Regions from separate parts of the Mus musculus genome. Here all the other regions are linked to region 2. The links are chromatin contacts, called in public HiChIP or PLAC-seq and Micro-C maps. All regions are on one chromosome and are shown on one strand. Each heading gives the region's core, a stretch centred on a gene start, on an enhancer-like site or on the middle of the called end of the contact. The rest is flanking DNA. Distances are from core to core; before and after follow the strand shown. Region 1 has its middle 16 kb from the start of Ccdc83. Region 2 holds the start of E230029C05Rik (RIKEN cDNA E230029C05 gene). Region 3 overlaps Picalm (phosphatidylinositol binding clathrin assembly protein).

Region 1 (2,700 bases), core at 101-2,600, 250 kb after region 2:
TATGTGTGTGGGAGGGCGGGGGTTGGGGGATGAGGGAGCCCACCACAACGCTCAGAACCGGCTTCTCCCTTCTGTAGTGTTCCTGGTCTTATGACAGCTGTGTGTAAAATTACTCATTTTTGGTTAGTATATTAAAATAATGGGTTTCATTGTGACATTTTGTATTCACACACACACACACACACACACACACACACAGAGATTATATACATATACACTGCCCCTGCTCATGTAGACCTGGCTCCCCTGGAACTCGCCCTATAGACCAGGTTGGCCTCGAACTCACAGAGATCTCCCTGCTTCTGCCTCCTGAGTGCTGGGATTAAAGCTGTGTGCCACAACCATCTGGCCTAAACTGGAACTCTGTATCCTTCTACCTCTACCTCCAGGTGCTGAGATTACAGACGAATCAGAGTGTGCCGGCGTGTCTGGCACTGCCTACTGGTCCCTCAATGTCTGGTGCCACTATTAACTCAAATCAAGCCAGAAGTAGACTGCCAAAGACCCCCTCATGCCTGAATGACCCCAAATGTCCTTGGAGCACAGTTGCTGAGCAGCCCACTGCATCTTGAGTATCATTGGACAACCCGGCCGGCATGATATGTCTGGAAATGAACCCTGAGTTATACCGTGAGCATCGGGCTGGCAGCCACTGAGCTGCGGAAGTGATCAGAGCATGGCCCGGTGGCTTGAAAGAGGTGCTGAGCAGTTTGAGAGTGCCCAGAGCAGGAAGGGTAGGGACCGTGACAACAGAGGAGAGTTGATAAAAGGAGCCAGGAAAGGGAACATGAAAAATCCCACAGGCCTGTCCAGTCTTCTAGGCACAAGGTCTTAAGACCCTGGGCTGAGATTTTGTAACACTGGCCACTGCTAAGGGCTAAGGAGATAACCAAAGCCCCCACAGAGACTAACAGTAGAGGGCGCCACTTCCTACTACTCCCCCAGCTCAGCTACTGCTCTCTGCTGTCATATCCCGAGGGCGACAAAGGCTCCTGGAGACAAGCAGTTGAAGTCTGTTGCATACAGGTGATTTCCATCAACTAGAACGAAACAAAATCAAAAACCTTCCAACTAGCCAGGTAGCCTGTGCTACTGAAAGTAGGCAAGGAAGGCCACACAAGGGTAAGTTCTTTGGGTCTAAAGTACGGTAATAGAGGGGACAGCACAGGGGGAGAGCTGACTGAGGGAGACTGGGCAGCCTCTTTAGTAATTTTGTATTTTTCTGCAAGCCTAAGAGCAATCACCACGTTGTGCTTGAGTTCGAGAAAACGATCTATAAAGGCAAGCAGGCTCAGCCAGTGCCGTTAGAGAGGCTTTCAGCTGTCTGGCTGTATAACCAAGAACAGGTGGGGCGGATGAGGCTGGTGTCAGAGAGATTAGCCTCCTTCTGTGAGCACCAGGGCTTTCTCAGCCCAAAGCAAGACCAAGAAAGACCAATGAGGAAAGATTGGGTTTGGGGTGAGGACTGGAGGCTGGGAGGCAAGACGGGAGGAAAGAGTGCAGAGCCAACGTGGCTAACAAACTTCTGGCCTGTGTGTGACAGTTTTGATATGGAGTCACTAGACTGGTCAGGGGCAGGACCCACTAAACTAACCAGTCTAGTGGGCAGGAGCCACGTTAGTGAGTGGATTATAAAATGTTTATGTCCTTTTTTTTCTTTTGAGACAGGGATATCTCTACATAGCCCAGACTGTCCTGGAATTCATGGTTTTTTACATGTGTCAAAATTCATGATTATTATATGTGTGAAGAAATCTTCACCATGTATCTTCCAAAGGAAATAGTTGTGTATGGCACATAGAACATTTATATCCCCAAACAGTACCTTCCTTCCTACCACCCTACGTCCACCTTTCTTCACAAATTCTGTCCCACTGACTGACCGCATTTGAGAAGAAATGCTCGATTACTTTTCATTTGCATAACTCCCCTCTCCAGGTGGTTGTTAGAAGTTGGCAGGCTTCCATAAGTATGGGGCCATGACCTCTAAGGCTTAAACCAATACTTCCCAACCAGAGTGACTTTTGTCTCCTAGTGCCCATGTGGCAATATCTATAGATGTTGAACACTGTCATGACTGAGCAGGGGGAAGCGGGCATTCTCATAAATATCCCACAATGCACAGGGCAGTTTTCCACAGCAGCTGCTCTGAGGTTAAGCCCCTGGTTTAGACAGACCAGTTACACAAGAGCCCCGATTGTTATGAGCTAGCAGAGAATGAAGGGGAAAAACTGTTGCATGTCATTTACCCGATCCACACCTGGTCCTACAAACCGCCAGAGGTTTGCTCTGAGGGAGGGTTAGCCATTGGAATGTGTCCCACCAACGTGGAATAGTGGGCTTGGAACGACTTCGGTGAGGCCCTTGCATCATCAGAATTTAATGTGATTGCAAGCAGTGTCAAGAGACATATGATTTACCTGCTCTTCCATCTTTTTTTTTTTTAAAAGGCTGTCCTAAGGATGATGTGAGAAGTGTATTGGTGTGCTAGTATTACCACAGTTAAACAATAGAATTGTAAGGTTCTCCCAGTGCCGGAGGCTGGGAGTCCAGATCTGCGTACACTCAAGGTCATGCTTGCTGAGGGCTCTTTTCCTGACTTGTGCATGACTGGCTTCTCCCTGTGTCCGTATTCATGACCCTCCTTCTATGCAAGCAGGGGAGAGAGGGCCTACACGCAAGTCACATGTAGACAGGGGT
Region 2 (2,700 bases), core at 197-2,696:
AATGATGGGAGCACAGGCTTCAAGTGGGCAAGACTGCAGAGCATGTGAGTTACCCCAGTATATTCCTCACCTTACAAACTTTAAAAATCATTGCATTGTACATTTGTAAGCGGTGTAAAATACACACACACACACACACACACACACACACACACATATATGTATATATATATATATATATATTTTTTTTTTTTTTTTTTTTTTTTTTTTGAGCCAGAGGCTTGCTAAGTCACCCAGGCTTGCCTCAAACTCACTATGTCACTCATGCTGACATGGAAATTTTGGAGATCCTCTTGCCTGTCTCCCTAGTGCTGGGATTACCAACATGTCCCAGCAGTGCTGGCTCAATGGGTAGATGCCCTCTTCTTTCTTGGTGCTGGAGTTTGTGCCACCAAGCCTGGCTGATAAAGCTATTTTTAAGAAACCAAAGCATGCGGGGTACAGGGTCAGGCAGATCTCTGTGAGTTTGAGACTAGTCTAGTCTACAAAGCAAGTTCTAGGACAGCCAGGGCTACACAGAGAAACCCTGTCTCACAAACCAAAAAGAAAGACAGACAGACATACACACAGACAGAAAAGAAAGGAAGAAAGAAAGGAAGAAAGAAAAACACAACCTGGCTGTTGCTTTGAATGCATCTGTATTATTATTGTTGTTATTGTTATTATTATTATTATTTGTAAAATAATGAAGGCTGAAAGCGACTGAACATCAGGTGAGATATAAGAGCAGTGCATAAAATTTGGAGTTCAGAAACCTGGTTCCGTTCCTCATCTTTTTCTTTTTCTTTTTTTTTTTTTTTTTTTTTGGTTTTTCGAGACAGGGTTTCTCTGTATAGCCCTGGCTGTCCTGGAACTCACTTTGTAGACCAGGCTGGCCTCGAACTCAAGAGATTCACCTGCCTCTGCCTCCCGAGTGCTGGGATTAAAGGCGTGCGCCACCACGCCCGGCTTCCTCATCTTTTTCAAAAGAAATATTTTTATATTTATTTGTATGCAAAGGTGCATGCATGCCATAGCATGCCTGTTGAGGTCAGAGAACAAAGTTCAGAAGTTCATGATGCAGGTCCCAAGCATCAAACTCAGGTCATTAGGCTTAGCAAGCACCTTTATCCACGGACCCATCTCACCCGTTCACCGTTCCTCTTGCCACTGCTCACTGACCGTTTCATACTATTTTCCCATTTGCAAAGCAGGAAAATTAGCTCTACCTTACATGGGTGCTTCTGGGCACAGAATGTTTAATGGGCTCATTTTCTTGTCTTTTAGGGTTGTTTAAGCCTGAGGTTAAAACAGCATGGTGATAAAGTCCACTAATGTATGAAAGGGATTTGAAAGTTAAGTCTTCTATAGAAGATAAGCTAACATGGGTCTCAGTCACGGCTGTGTATCAGGAAGTAAAACCAGCCGAGCCTTGACCTTTAAAAGGAAGCACTACCCCTTTGTCCAAGTGCCTTATAACATGTCTTTATAACTGGCTGTGTAAGAATGAAGAAAAGCTGTCCATCTTCTGAGAAGGTATGCTGCTTATAAAGGGAATGTGCAGGTTTGGGTTGGGGGACTGGGAAGGAGGCTGACATAAAGGATCAAAGGTGTGTGGTGCCAAGTTACCATAGCAACGTGTTCTGCTGCTCCGCGCGGCTTGCAGTCTTGGGCTTGCCCCCAGATGGATGAGGCGCTTGGCAAACGCCAGAACCAAGCTTCTCTGCATGAAATTATTTTCTCCATATGCAGCTAAGAGAGGCAGATACCCTTTCCCACAAATGATGTGCAAAAGGAAGAGCCTGGGTTTTTACAAAGCAACTTCCTCTCCTTTCTTAGAATGAGACCAGAGAGTCCACGTCTCCCTCCAATGCCTGGGATGTGAAGTACTCAGTAGATAGCTGGGTCAGGAGCAAATGATCAGAATTTACGCAGACGGCCAGAGTGGCAGGGAGCATCATGGCTTATTGGCAAGAAGCGGCTCCTAAATTATATCAAGGACTCTCGGAAAGGAGAACTCAATTCACACGGCACACACTTCACTGTCTGTTGCAAGCCACACAGTGTGTTTATGTCTGGATCTGGCCTTTATTAAATTTCTTCAGCCTGTGGCACATTCCCCTCAGATATTGTGTTTATTATTCAGACAGGGCAGGGAGCTGCTCCCCACCCGTGCCCCTCAATCTTCTGTCCTGCACATATCTCAGATGTTGTAGGGACAGCGTGTGACAATGTCTGCTTAGTGGACATTCCGTTCTCAACCTTTCCGAGATCCTGATGGAAAAGGGGGCCTGCCCTGGCCAGCATCTGGGCACGTCATCTTTTCCTTATAAAGAGCAGAGACAACCTTCCTGGAGCCGGGGCAGCTGTTTTTGTAATCAGTCTCGTAGGATTGAAAAGCATCGCTTCAACCCAGGAGTGGGGCTCTCAGTTCTACCTCTGGGGACGGTGTTGAGGGGGTCTCATTGCTCACGAAACCTCTGTCTGCTTCTCCTTCTCTACAATAGTCTTGCATTTTTGGCACATCCTCTGGGACTCTGCTTTCCTGGAAGACATTTTCTTTCTGTAACTCCTCTGCCGCTTCATCAAACCTCTCGCCAAAGTGGGGAAGAGAATCATCCCCCACCCCGCAGATTATGTGAACTGCCTCAGCCTGCAAGTGGCCAACATGCTGGCAGTACCAGGAACTCTCCCCAGTTAATCCCCACAGTGGCTCTGGGA
Region 3 (2,700 bases), core at 97-2,596, 150 kb after region 2:
CTGCCCTCCATTTCCCCTTCCCCAATTCCAAAGGGGAAAGTCCACTAATGAGTTGTTAAATAATACTTTGTGCAAGATTTTTATTTTATAGTAGGTTCTTAGAAGTAGTATAGTCACCAAATGTTTGACTAGTTCATTATAGGACAGTAATGAAAACAATCTAGACACATGCCTTAGGACTTATCTTGATGTGGTTAGCATCTTTATTTCTGTCATAATTACATGGCTTCCATTGAGTCAAGGTGCAGTTCTTTCCCCTAGAATTTAATGTTGGTTCATGGCTTAGTATGGATGAATGCTTACAAAGTGGGAATGTGAGATGTAATCAACTGTGCGTGTGTAATAGGTTTGAAAAGAGGATGCTGGCTTGTCAAAATAGCAGCCAGTACATAGAAAGAGGGTGCCACACAGACTGATGACTGAATGGAAGTCAGTATTCCTTTTCAAGGGACCTGGCATCCATTGGGGAATAGGTTTTGTGAGTGTTATTGTAGACAGCTCCTATGCCAATTAACACCCTGGCTCTTGACAGGTCTACCACACGAACACACCAAAACTTGAGCACCAGCAATGAGTCATCCTCTTCTAGGCTTGCTTGTGTGGTAGACCTGTCAAGAGCTGACTCTGAGAAACTAAATCAGTTTTGTTGTTGTTTTTGTATTAGGACTCTTCTAGGAATGTGAAGTCTCTTTCCTGTTGCTTCTTTGTCTTGGGAGAAGCTGTGTGTTCAGTGCTGTACACTTTTACTAGAGTCTGATATTTAACTCCGAAAGCCACACATTTGCATTTTAGTTCACATTGTTAAAATTGTTGACTTTTCTAGGTCATTGAGTAGAAGGGTCTATCTGAAGTACTAATTTTAAGTCCATATACTTGTTTTAGTTTGTCAAAAGTAGGGTCACTTCATTTTATGTTCTAGATATGAAGTGCTTAGCATGAAGCCAAATTACTTTTATCCCCTTATCCTAGGGCTACAACACTTTCCAATGCAGTCTCTTCTTTGGCAAGCACTGGCCTATCTCTGACCAAAGTGGATGAAAGGGAAAAACAGGCAGCATTAGAGGAAGAACAGGCTCGTTTAAAAGCATTAAAGGTAAGTAAGTATGGGCATTTTGTTTGGAAGAACAAGTAGGGGATCATTATATAAATGAACCTCTTAGGTTTTAAATGTGTTAGTAGTCCTACAGGCTGAAACTCAGTTTATTTTTCATACTTACATGGGATGCTTGGTGAAAAGTCAGGGAGTACCCTTCAGCTTTTAAAGCAGACTTAGAAGATGTCCATTTTCAGAGTCTGAACCAAAACAGATCTGGTTTTCGATTCCTTATGCTTAGTTCCTTTTTCAACAGGAACAGCGTCTAAAAGAACTTGCAAAGAAACCGCATACCTCTCTAACAACTGCAGCCTCTCCGGTGTCCACCTCAGCAGGGGGAATAATGACTGCACCAGCCATTGACATATTTTCTACCCCTAGTTCTTCTAACAGGTACAACAGGCAATAAGGATGTCTGAGTATTTAGTGTAAGATAGTCTTCAAATTATATGTTTATAGGTTCTGTGAGTTTGCTTTGATTTATGATTTTGTATTCACAAATTAATACTAAAGGTGTAAAATAACACAATTGGTATACTATCTAAATATAAATGAATAAGGTTAGGGTTATATTTTGTATGCTTGGGAATTAGAATATGGCTAAATTGCTAATTATTAATTAGAATATAATATAATGAAATGGATATTTTTATTGAGGGGTACTTATTAAGTCTTTCCAGAAAAGTTGACTCAAATTCAATAGAAATTTAAGACGTGATGCTCAAATATTTTTCTGGGCCTCTTTAGAATTAGGTTAAACGAGGAACATGGCACTGTTAGCTGGCTACAATTGTTCTTTTTAGGCTTATAGTGACTCTTTTCACTTTCAAAAAAAATTTTTTTTTAATTTGCCCTTTTATGACTTATGTATAGACTATACACATGAGATTATGGTTTGTTATTCATATCATGCACGTAACAGCAAACTGATTACAAGTAAACTAGTTAACTTGGCCTAAGTTTATTTTATTCATAATAAACTTTTACATTTTTTATTTTATGTTATGTTATTTTTTTGAGGTGGAGGGGGGCAGGTGACAAACTAATATAGCAAACTTCATCTAGAAATAAAATTGATTTTCAAAATCTTTCCCTAGCACATCTAAGCTGCCAAATGACCTGCTTGACTTGCAGCAGCCAACCTTTCACCCGTCTGTCCACGCCATGTCGGCTGCTCCTCAGGGAGCGAGTACATGGGGAGGTGAGTGTCACTGTCTTCTGGGTACTGTGTGGGCAGCTTCCCTTGCAGTAAGCAGCTTTCTTTCTGGTAGAGGTTTTGCTTATACTTGATGCATGGGAATTTGAGAAATAATAAAATGACAGTAAACTGATTTTTATCTCCTGATGAAAATTTATGATAAGTGAAATACTAAATTCATAGTTAATTATGGAATAAGGTTTAATGAAGATGAAATTAAATATAAGAGTAAGAGCCACTTTCTTACGGATGAGGTCACGCCTGTAATGCGGATGTTAAGTGTACAGTAGTTACTGTGTTTGCGGTAGGAAACATTTCATAGTGGGCAATATGATAAGGCTCTAGTAAAACGCACATTGTTATCAACCGGTGAAGCATAGTGTGGCCAGAGATCACATGGTAATTCTTG

What was found. Hi-C and Micro-C count contacts between places; a contact is called where the count stands out from the background. HiChIP or PLAC-seq counts read pairs in DNA pulled down with a chosen protein or histone mark.
Region 1: a contact with region 2 is called in a Micro-C map of muscle stem cells, with 4 times the contacts expected there. The contact joins the enhancer-like site here to the promoter of E230029C05Rik in region 2.
Region 3: an H3K27ac HiChIP or PLAC-seq map of microglia shows a contact between it and region 2, with 8 times the contacts expected there. The contact joins the enhancer-like site here to the promoter of E230029C05Rik in region 2. A contact is called at or near these places in 2 of 484 Hi-C or Micro-C datasets (bone marrow-derived macrophages and embryonic fibroblasts), 7 of 115 datasets of contacts at active chromatin or transcription factors (CD8 T cells, embryonic stem cells, large pre-B cells and 2 more) and 3 of 9 other capture datasets (adipose tissue, liver and pancreatic islet).

Annotation. Positions count from the first base shown.
Region 1 is chr7:90,279,756-90,282,455 of GRCm38.p6, forward strand. No RefSeq gene overlaps it. Among named protein-coding and RNA genes, the nearest start is that of Ccdc83, 16 kb to the left of the region's middle. Within about 2 kb of position 1,351, at least 33 of the 459 cell types and tissues checked have an H3K27ac peak or open chromatin away from gene starts, as enhancers often do. A contact at or near this core is called in muscle stem cells, where this site is marked.
Region 2 is chr7:90,027,713-90,030,412 of GRCm38.p6, forward strand. It overlaps E230029C05Rik (RIKEN cDNA E230029C05 gene), which reads left to right and starts at 1,447. Exons shown (of 6, transcript NR_110365.1): 1 at 1,447-1,515.
Region 3 is chr7:90,175,310-90,178,009 of GRCm38.p6, forward strand. Picalm (phosphatidylinositol binding clathrin assembly protein) reads left to right here. Exons shown (of 20, transcript NM_001360867.1): 10 at 970-1,093; 11 at 1,350-1,486; 12 at 2,191-2,294. Among named protein-coding and RNA genes, the nearest start is that of Picalm, 46 kb to the left of the region's middle. Within about 2 kb of position 1,347, at least 2 of the 459 cell types and tissues checked have an H3K27ac peak or open chromatin away from gene starts, as enhancers often do. A contact at or near this core is called in microglia, where this site is marked.